2 separate regions of the Mus musculus genome follow, and region 2 is linked to region 1. Evidence: chromatin contacts called from public HiChIP or PLAC-seq data. All regions are on one chromosome and are shown on one strand. The core of a region is the stretch at or near the end of the contact, and the rest is flanking DNA. Distances in the headings are between cores, read along the strand shown.

What was found. HiChIP or PLAC-seq counts read pairs in DNA pulled down with a chosen protein or histone mark.
Region 2: an H3K27ac HiChIP or PLAC-seq map of VIP interneurons shows a contact between it and region 1, with 6 times the contacts expected there. The contact joins the promoter of Nr2e1 here to the enhancer-like site in region 1. A contact is called at or near these places in 22 of 39 promoter capture datasets (the 3T3-L1 cell line, 3T3-L1-derived adipocytes, the C10 cell line and 16 more), 2 of 15 datasets of contacts at CTCF or cohesin (embryonic stem cells and stem cell-derived epiblast-like cells), 56 of 484 Hi-C or Micro-C datasets (B cells, CD8 T cells, the G1E-ER4 cell line and 13 more), 20 of 115 datasets of contacts at active chromatin or transcription factors (VIP interneurons, craniofacial prominence, embryonic basal ganglia and 11 more) and 4 of 9 other capture datasets (adipose tissue, embryonic stem cells, liver and 1 more).

Annotation. Positions count from the first base shown.
Region 1 is chr10:42,306,718-42,310,314 of GRCm38.p6, reverse strand. No RefSeq gene overlaps it. Among named protein-coding and RNA genes, the nearest start is that of Foxo3, 32 kb to the right of the region's middle. Within about 2 kb of position 2,009, at least 23 of the 459 cell types and tissues checked have an H3K27ac peak or open chromatin away from gene starts, as enhancers often do. A contact at or near this core is called in VIP interneurons, cerebral cortex, forebrain and 1 more, where this site is marked.
Region 2 is chr10:42,581,326-42,584,859 of GRCm38.p6, reverse strand. It overlaps Nr2e1 (nuclear receptor subfamily 2, group E, member 1), which reads left to right and starts at 1,270. Exons shown (of 9, transcript NM_152229.3): 1 at 1,270-1,978. The coding sequence starts at 1,954. Gm38491 (predicted gene, 38491) reads right to left here and starts at 1,068. Exons shown (of 2, transcript NR_169130.1): 1 at 994-1,068; 2 at 1-880.

The DNA.
Region 1 (3,597 bases), core at 760-3,259:
TCTGTGTAGGTTTGTGTGTGTCTGTGTGTCTCAGTGACTCAGTGTGTATGTGTGTGCCTCTGTGTCGGTCTCTGTGCACAGTGCTGAGGTCTCAACCCAAGGCCTCACATGCCAGGCATCTGTCTCTCAGCCACGCCCCAATTCTAAAGCTTAGCTTTTGCCTTCCACATTTCTTAAAATGTAATAAAAAAAGACAGTGTAGATGGATAGACAGATGGACAGAGGACTGACCAAAAAAGGAACTGTCCCCGAGTGTATGGTATTGCTGGCACAGTGCCCCCACGCCAGTTTTTGTTCAAGGTCCAGGTTTGGACCTTAAAAGCTTGTTTGGAGATTTCCAAAGAAACATTCCGCACTCTGCACACTACAGTAAGGCAGGCCCCTGTTGGAGAGGGTTGTCTTCAACAGGGAGAAGCTTCAGGAAGGACGCATGGACTGAAGAGGAAAAAGCAGGGGGCACCTACCAACCCAGCCATGTCAGCCAAACCAACGTAGTGATCAGCTCATGGCAGATGGCACAGCCACATCAGCCTCATGCCTGAGGTCAGGCAACTCCCAGTGTAGGTGGCGTGTCACCCTGCTACTGAAGAGTTTAGACAGCGTTTAAAAACACCGTGTCTGTAGGGTGAGCTGTAGCACAAGGCTCTGCCTGCGTTACTGCAGGGTGCACATCTCCCATTCCCTTCTGTCCCTCCAGACCCCCAGCTCCCTAAGCCTTGTTTGGGGAGGCATTGGTGGAAGGGGCTGTATCAGTTGGGAGTGGGGTTCAGAGAGGAGGGCTGGAAGGCCCTGTGAGGGTTCTGCCTCCGTATCAGGAGGCAGGAGGATGGCGTTCACACATGCTGGAAATGATCCATCAGCATCCTGTTCTCTTCCCAAGGTCGGTCTCACAAGTCAGCATGCAAGAAAAAGGGAAAACCAGAAAACAACATGGCAGCCAGACCAAAAGGAAATGGGTGGTGGGATCCTTCAGCAAGCACTCAGATGCCCAGGACCAGAGGGGGCTGGACTCTGAGTGTTCCTCAGACTTGGGGCATTGCATATTTGTAATGAGCTATCTTTGGAATGAGACTACAACTTAAACAGACAATCAATTAAGTTTCACATACACCTTCTACATATAGCACCAAAATAATTTATATGACATTCCTAGTGCACCTGCATTTTAAATACATTCATTCCATGTTATATTATATATTACATGCATGGGTGTGTTGCCCGCGTGTGCATGTGCACCCTGTTGTTCATGCCTGGAATCTTCAAAGACCACAAGAGGGAATCAGATCCCCTAGAACTGGAAATACAGATGGTCGCGAGCTGTCACGTGGGTGCCAGGAACTGAACCTGGGTCCTCGAGGAGAGCATCAAGTGCCCACATTTTGACACTAACTTCTAAACACTTCATTTCCCCGCCTGTAAAATTCACACGTGGAAAAAAAAACCCAAGTGAGTGGGGCCAATATCTCCCAATTCAGCGTTGGAGTGTGTCCGGCCTTGAGTCTGTCCTCATGCTGAGTCAGCATCTCCGGAGGAATCCCAGGATTCCACCTAGGCAGCGGCGAGTCTGTCAGCTCTGGGAGGTCTTCCTCAGCCCTGACTGTGGCCTTAGGTGGTCTGCATTCTTCAAGAACCAGGAAACCCTTGTACTGGTTTTTACTACGTGACTCTTCTCAATTTTCTTTCAAAGGAGTGTTCTGAAGAGAGCAATAGCAAGCTTGCGGCAGATTGGTAGAGGCTTAACTGGGTAACGGGCTGACAACATAATCGGAAAGGTTCCATCCATGACTGTTGTAAATTATCCATCCTTGAGGAATGCGAAACTGAAAATGCAGCCTCCCTGGAGGTTTTCATTCCGGGGAGCAAGGACCGCAGCCCTCAGCCGCACTCCCTCCAAGGACACAGGCTGAGATGCTGGGGGATGTCCTGAAATCCGCTAACAGAAACTGTTGCTCGGTTGGTGGGCTTCAGCCATTTCCCATGACGAGGGCACCATCTTGTGGTCGGTGGGTGAACCGACGGGAAAAGTCTAGAAATTCGGGCTGGGAACTCTCAATGCTTCTTATTCCCAGGCCTGCGCTACCTCCAGAGAGTCAGGCGTCTTTTGAGATCCTCAGTCAATTCAAGAGTGGAGTGTGGTCCCGATATGAGACCCTCTTGTGACTGCTTCGGAGCTCCCTCCCTTTGGCAAGCTTAAATTCCTTCTCTGGGGGAGGGGCTCTGCCCTGGGCTCTCACTCCTAGCTTGGCTGTTCCTAAACAATGACTGGGAACTACAGCACTGTTCCCCTGTCTGTGTGTCTGACTTGGAGTCTTGGCGGGAGCCAACCTGTGGGTAGGAGGGTGGGGGGCTGGGAGGGTGAACTTAACACAAACTGGAATCATCCAAGAGGAGGCAACCTCAACTGACAAAACGCCTCCATAAGATTGGTCTGCAGGCAAGTCTGTGGAGGCATTTTCTTGATTAATGATTGGCTGCTGCCCTGTGAAAAGTAGGCAGTTCCTTCATGGTCTCGGGTTCAGTTCCGGCTTCCTGCCTTGGCTTCCCTTCTATTATAACTGTAAGGTGAGCTAAACCCTTTCTACCCCCAGGCTGCTGTAGGCCATGGCGTCTATCACAGCCATAGAAAGCACACTAGGATGCAGTCATGTGCAACACCACACACACACACACACACACACACAAACTCACACTCACAAGCACACACTCACACACACTCTCAAGCACACACACTCACCCACACCCACACACACACTCGCAAGCACACACCATGGGACTTCTGAAAAAGTTGCCCAGACTGATGAGGCCCAGAAATACAAATAGTGTCTTATTGGTTGTTTTGTGTCGCTATAATAGAATAAATACCAGAGACTGGGCAGCTTATCACAAAGAGATATGTGTATCTATGGAGGAGTCCGTGATGGAGGTACATCTGGTGAGGGCCTTTGCTTTGCATCATCCTGTGGTGGATTTTATAATTGTGAAAACTACATTCAATGTTAGACAAAGCATTCTCTTCACACTCTGTTCCCCGGACCTGGAGTTATAGGCGGTTACAAACCACCACGTGGGTGCTGGGAACAGAATCTGAGTCCTCTGCAGGAGCACCAAGTGCTCTTCACTGCTGCCATCTCTCCAGCCCTGTCACACTGTTCCCAGAATGCATCTCCTCCCTCATTCCCACCGCCGGTTAGACTGTCTGCTACCAAACCCAGCATGGCTCCAGGGACTTGACCTGACTGGGAGCCAAGAGGGAACGAAGAAAGGACAAACAGACACGGATGAGGAGGACATGGAAATCAACCTTGTTAAGGAAAACATGGGATGAAGAGCAGGGGGTGAAGGGGAGGGGGCTGCACAGGGTCCTATAACTCCTCAGAGAACCCTGATCTGCACTATATAGCTTTAGATCTAAGATGGCTCCCAGGACACTGGTGAGACAGCAAAAAGGAATGGAAGCCAGGGCGGTGGCTGCTTCCCCCATCTTCATGGAAGTCCTAACAGGTGAGTTACCGCATCAGCCAGGGCTTTCATTGGGACATAGTGATGGTGTGGCGAGATATGATTGGTTAAGGATTTAGGGGCTTGGGGTTGGCTCAA
Region 2 (3,534 bases), core at 21-2,520, 280 kb before region 1:
TGAGGCCTGAGACAGGAGCATACAGCCCTTTCGAGTTGGGACCCGGTCCTTGGATCTGCAGGGCCAGGCAGTCACACGGGAGACTCCAACAGGCACTGCGGCCAGGTGAGGAGGGAGCTGCGGGAAGGGTGGGCTAGCGACCAGGAGGAGCGCTGTCCACAGCTCGCCAGCCCCCAGCCTCCAATTCGGTCTGGAGAGCTGGAGGCGCGACCTCTGACCCCCGGCCGGGCCCACGCCCCGAGGAGAGGCTGGCAAGCTCTTGTTCGACAAGTTCAAGCGGCGGAGGGAGCTTAAATAGAATTAATCTCTTAGAGATCGGAGATCAAGGCTCCCTCGGCGCGCGCTGTCCCCGCGCCGCGCCACGACCAAGATGCCAGAGAGCTCTAGGATTTCGGGTAGGCGACCCGGCTGGGGAGGAAGGTGGCGGAGCTCTCCAGAGTCCCCAGGCCTGCAGGGGTAAGCCAGCGACGCCCGCTGGGGACCAACCGCAGGAGGGAAGGCTTTGAGGCTTTGCCTCTCAGCTGCTCAGTACACGCAATGGAGGCGAGAGGGACGCCGCCAGCTCCGGGTTGGCCGGTTTTGTTTGCAAGAAGCTGGCGAAGCCCTCCCCGCGGCGGTGCCCAAAGCCGTCACGCCGAGGCCGAGGGACCGCAAGATCCCAGCCCAGTCCCCAAGACCGCGCACCGCGACCTCAGCTCTGGCTTTCCATAGATAGTTGCAAAATGAATAAATTACTCACCTCGGGCCAGATCCAAGTTTTACCCAACAGAAGGGGCGCGAGACCAACAATGAACCAACTCACATGGCCATGTCCGGGCGCACACAATCATACACAGACACAGCTACCCAATATCTTCCACGAATCTATCTGTCTGGCATTCTGGAGAGAGGGGAAAAGCGTTTTGAGAGAGCCCCACCACCCCTCCCCTCCTCCCTTCCCGTGAAATATAAAAATTCATATTTTTTTTATTACAAGAGCGGCTCCGTCCTCACCATCACGCACGCACGGAGCCGCTTGCCCGTATTCACTCTCAACTCGTCAGCTCCGAGAGCGCTTGCATTTTCTTTGGAAGCCGCTTGGAGGTTCATTAATATCATTAGCATTTAACCCCCTCCCTCTTCCCATCTCCTCCCCGCACATGGCTGACGTCAGACCCCGCCAGGAGTTGGGGGAAAAGCTAAGTGGGCCAGGGACGCCCTATTCCCCTCCCCGCGGCTGCCTGTCAGAGCGCTACTGGAGATATTACCAGAGACCCGGCCCGCAGCGACAGGCACAAAGTCACAGGGTAATGAACTTCGGGGACCCTTCGCCGCTGCGTGCGCGGCTGTCCCCGGAAACTCGGATCTGGCCACCTCTCCCCTTGGAAGATCTCCCAGCAATCTAGTTTCCCCTCTCGGCGCCGGGGCTCCGGCAGCGAGGAGCTTAATCTGCCTCTGAGACTGCGGCTGTGATTTTCGCCTTTCCACAGAAGATCTGCAGTCTGCAGAGAGCTGCCCACTCTGCACGCCTGTGTGGAGGGAGAGATTGGAAGCAGTACCAAGCATGGGGAACGAGGGGAAGTTCGCCTTCGTTGCTCCGTAGGAAGACCATTTCCGTGTCTCCATCTCTGTCCTTCCATATTCCCCTCGCGCTGTCCTCCCTCTTCAGCCTGCCTGTCCATCTCTCCATCTGTCTGTTCAAGACTGTGTCCACATCAAGCCGCATCCCCAGCAGCTGCAGTTTTGCTAGAGCCGGGAAAGAAACTTAAGGATGCTTACATTTCCACTGTGGAACGAATTCTGAGCGCCGGGGAGAGCAGGGCAGCGCACAACCAATAGCCACCTGTCTGTCCCGCCCGGGAGCCTCGCAGGCTGGAGGGCGGCTGGAGAGCGGCGGCGGCCGGCGGCGACGTGGGCGCCGTGGGTCGGGAATCCGGCAGTGCCCACCAACCGCTGCGCCCCGGGACCGCCAGCATGAGCAAGCCCGCCGGATCAACAAGTGGGTACCGCTCGGGCAGCCGCGGGGTCCTGGCGCGTGGCCTGGGGAGGGCAGGCTGGGAGGCCGGGATGGTCCTTCTGAGAGCTCTGAATTTGAGCCCCAGAGTAATACTCTCTCGGGCTTGTATGTCCGTTGGCCTAGCTCTCTTAGACTGTTGCGTTGGAGCGTTTCGTGCAACTGGGAGAGCAATTTCGTTGCTTCTGGATGCTAGCTCTTCCGGGTCTCCCCGGTGTATCAGGAAGGTTGCGACCCGTGGCAGCCCACCGGTCCAGCCTGCTGTTTCTATTTAGCTGCAGGTGCCGAAGGTGGGAGGGGTGAGCCAGGGGCGGGAACTGGGCCGCAGCTCCAGGCGGCCGCACAATAACGCAGCCGCTCAAAAACTCAGAGCTTGCAGCGCGCAAAAGCAACTCTGCAAAAAGCGGATTTCGAATGGAATGCTTTGCACTCCGTTTCCAGCTATTTCAAATAATCCTGCAAAACCGGGAAGCAGAAACCATTTAAAAGTCACATTTTCCTTAATCCTAAATCCGCGTAGGTCATAACTGGGGAATGTAAAGTATGGCGAGCCAGTCTAGCAAAGAGAGGACCAAATCCCTAATCCCAAGGACTTTCGGAGCGGGAGCCCAGCACCGACAGGAGTCTGCGGCCTGCTCACTCCGGACGCTTCTTCTTCCAGCTTCCTCTCCCATAGACCGCACTGCTGCAACTGATCTCTGTTGACCTCCAAAGACAGGCAGAAGTGCAGGGCAGCTGGGCGTGTGCGAGCACAGAATCTGCAGACCCTCGGAGTGCGTAGGCCTGAGCCGGCGTGGTGGGCGCCTACGCGGTACAACGGTCTCCCCGGGGCTTTCCAGTTCCCGCCTTCCACAGGCCGGAGGCTGGGAGTTCTAGGGTCTGTGTATAGTGCGCACACCCTGAAACTCGCTAGCCACCGGTGTAGTCCCCCCCCCCCCCCATAACATTTTTGGCGCTCTCTGTGAGTTCCTTCCCGCCCCCTCCCCCTTCACTCGCCCTCATTGTCCAGGGTCTTTGAAAGTTGGAAGAGTCTTGGTTACTTCTGGGGACTGATAATGAAGTCTCACTTAGGATGGATGCAGTTCCCGCCTCCACCTCTCGCCCCCGTAAGAAGTGGCTTGTGTTTTCATTTTGTGCGCTTGTTTTGATTTGGGTGCTGAGTTTAAAAACTAGAGTAAAGTGAACGTCAAAAAAAAAAAAACGAAGGAAGGAAGGAAGGAAGGAAGGAAGGAAGAAAGAAAGAAAGAAAGAAAGAAAGAAAGAAAGAAAGAAAGAAAGAAAGAAAGAAAGAAAGAAAGAAAGAAAGGGAAAACGGTCAGAGATAGGGCCCAGGGAAGGAAACTTCACCACAGCTTCAGTGCACAACTGACACTTGGGCAGGACCACGGCTTCCATTAGCCTTGGCCTATCCTTGCCCTGGCTGTTCTGAGCTCTGGAAAGTAGTGCAGGCTCAGAAATAATAATAATAATAATAATAATAATAATAATAATAATAATAATAATAATAATTCTGGGTGAGTATCTTTCCCAAGAGAAACAGG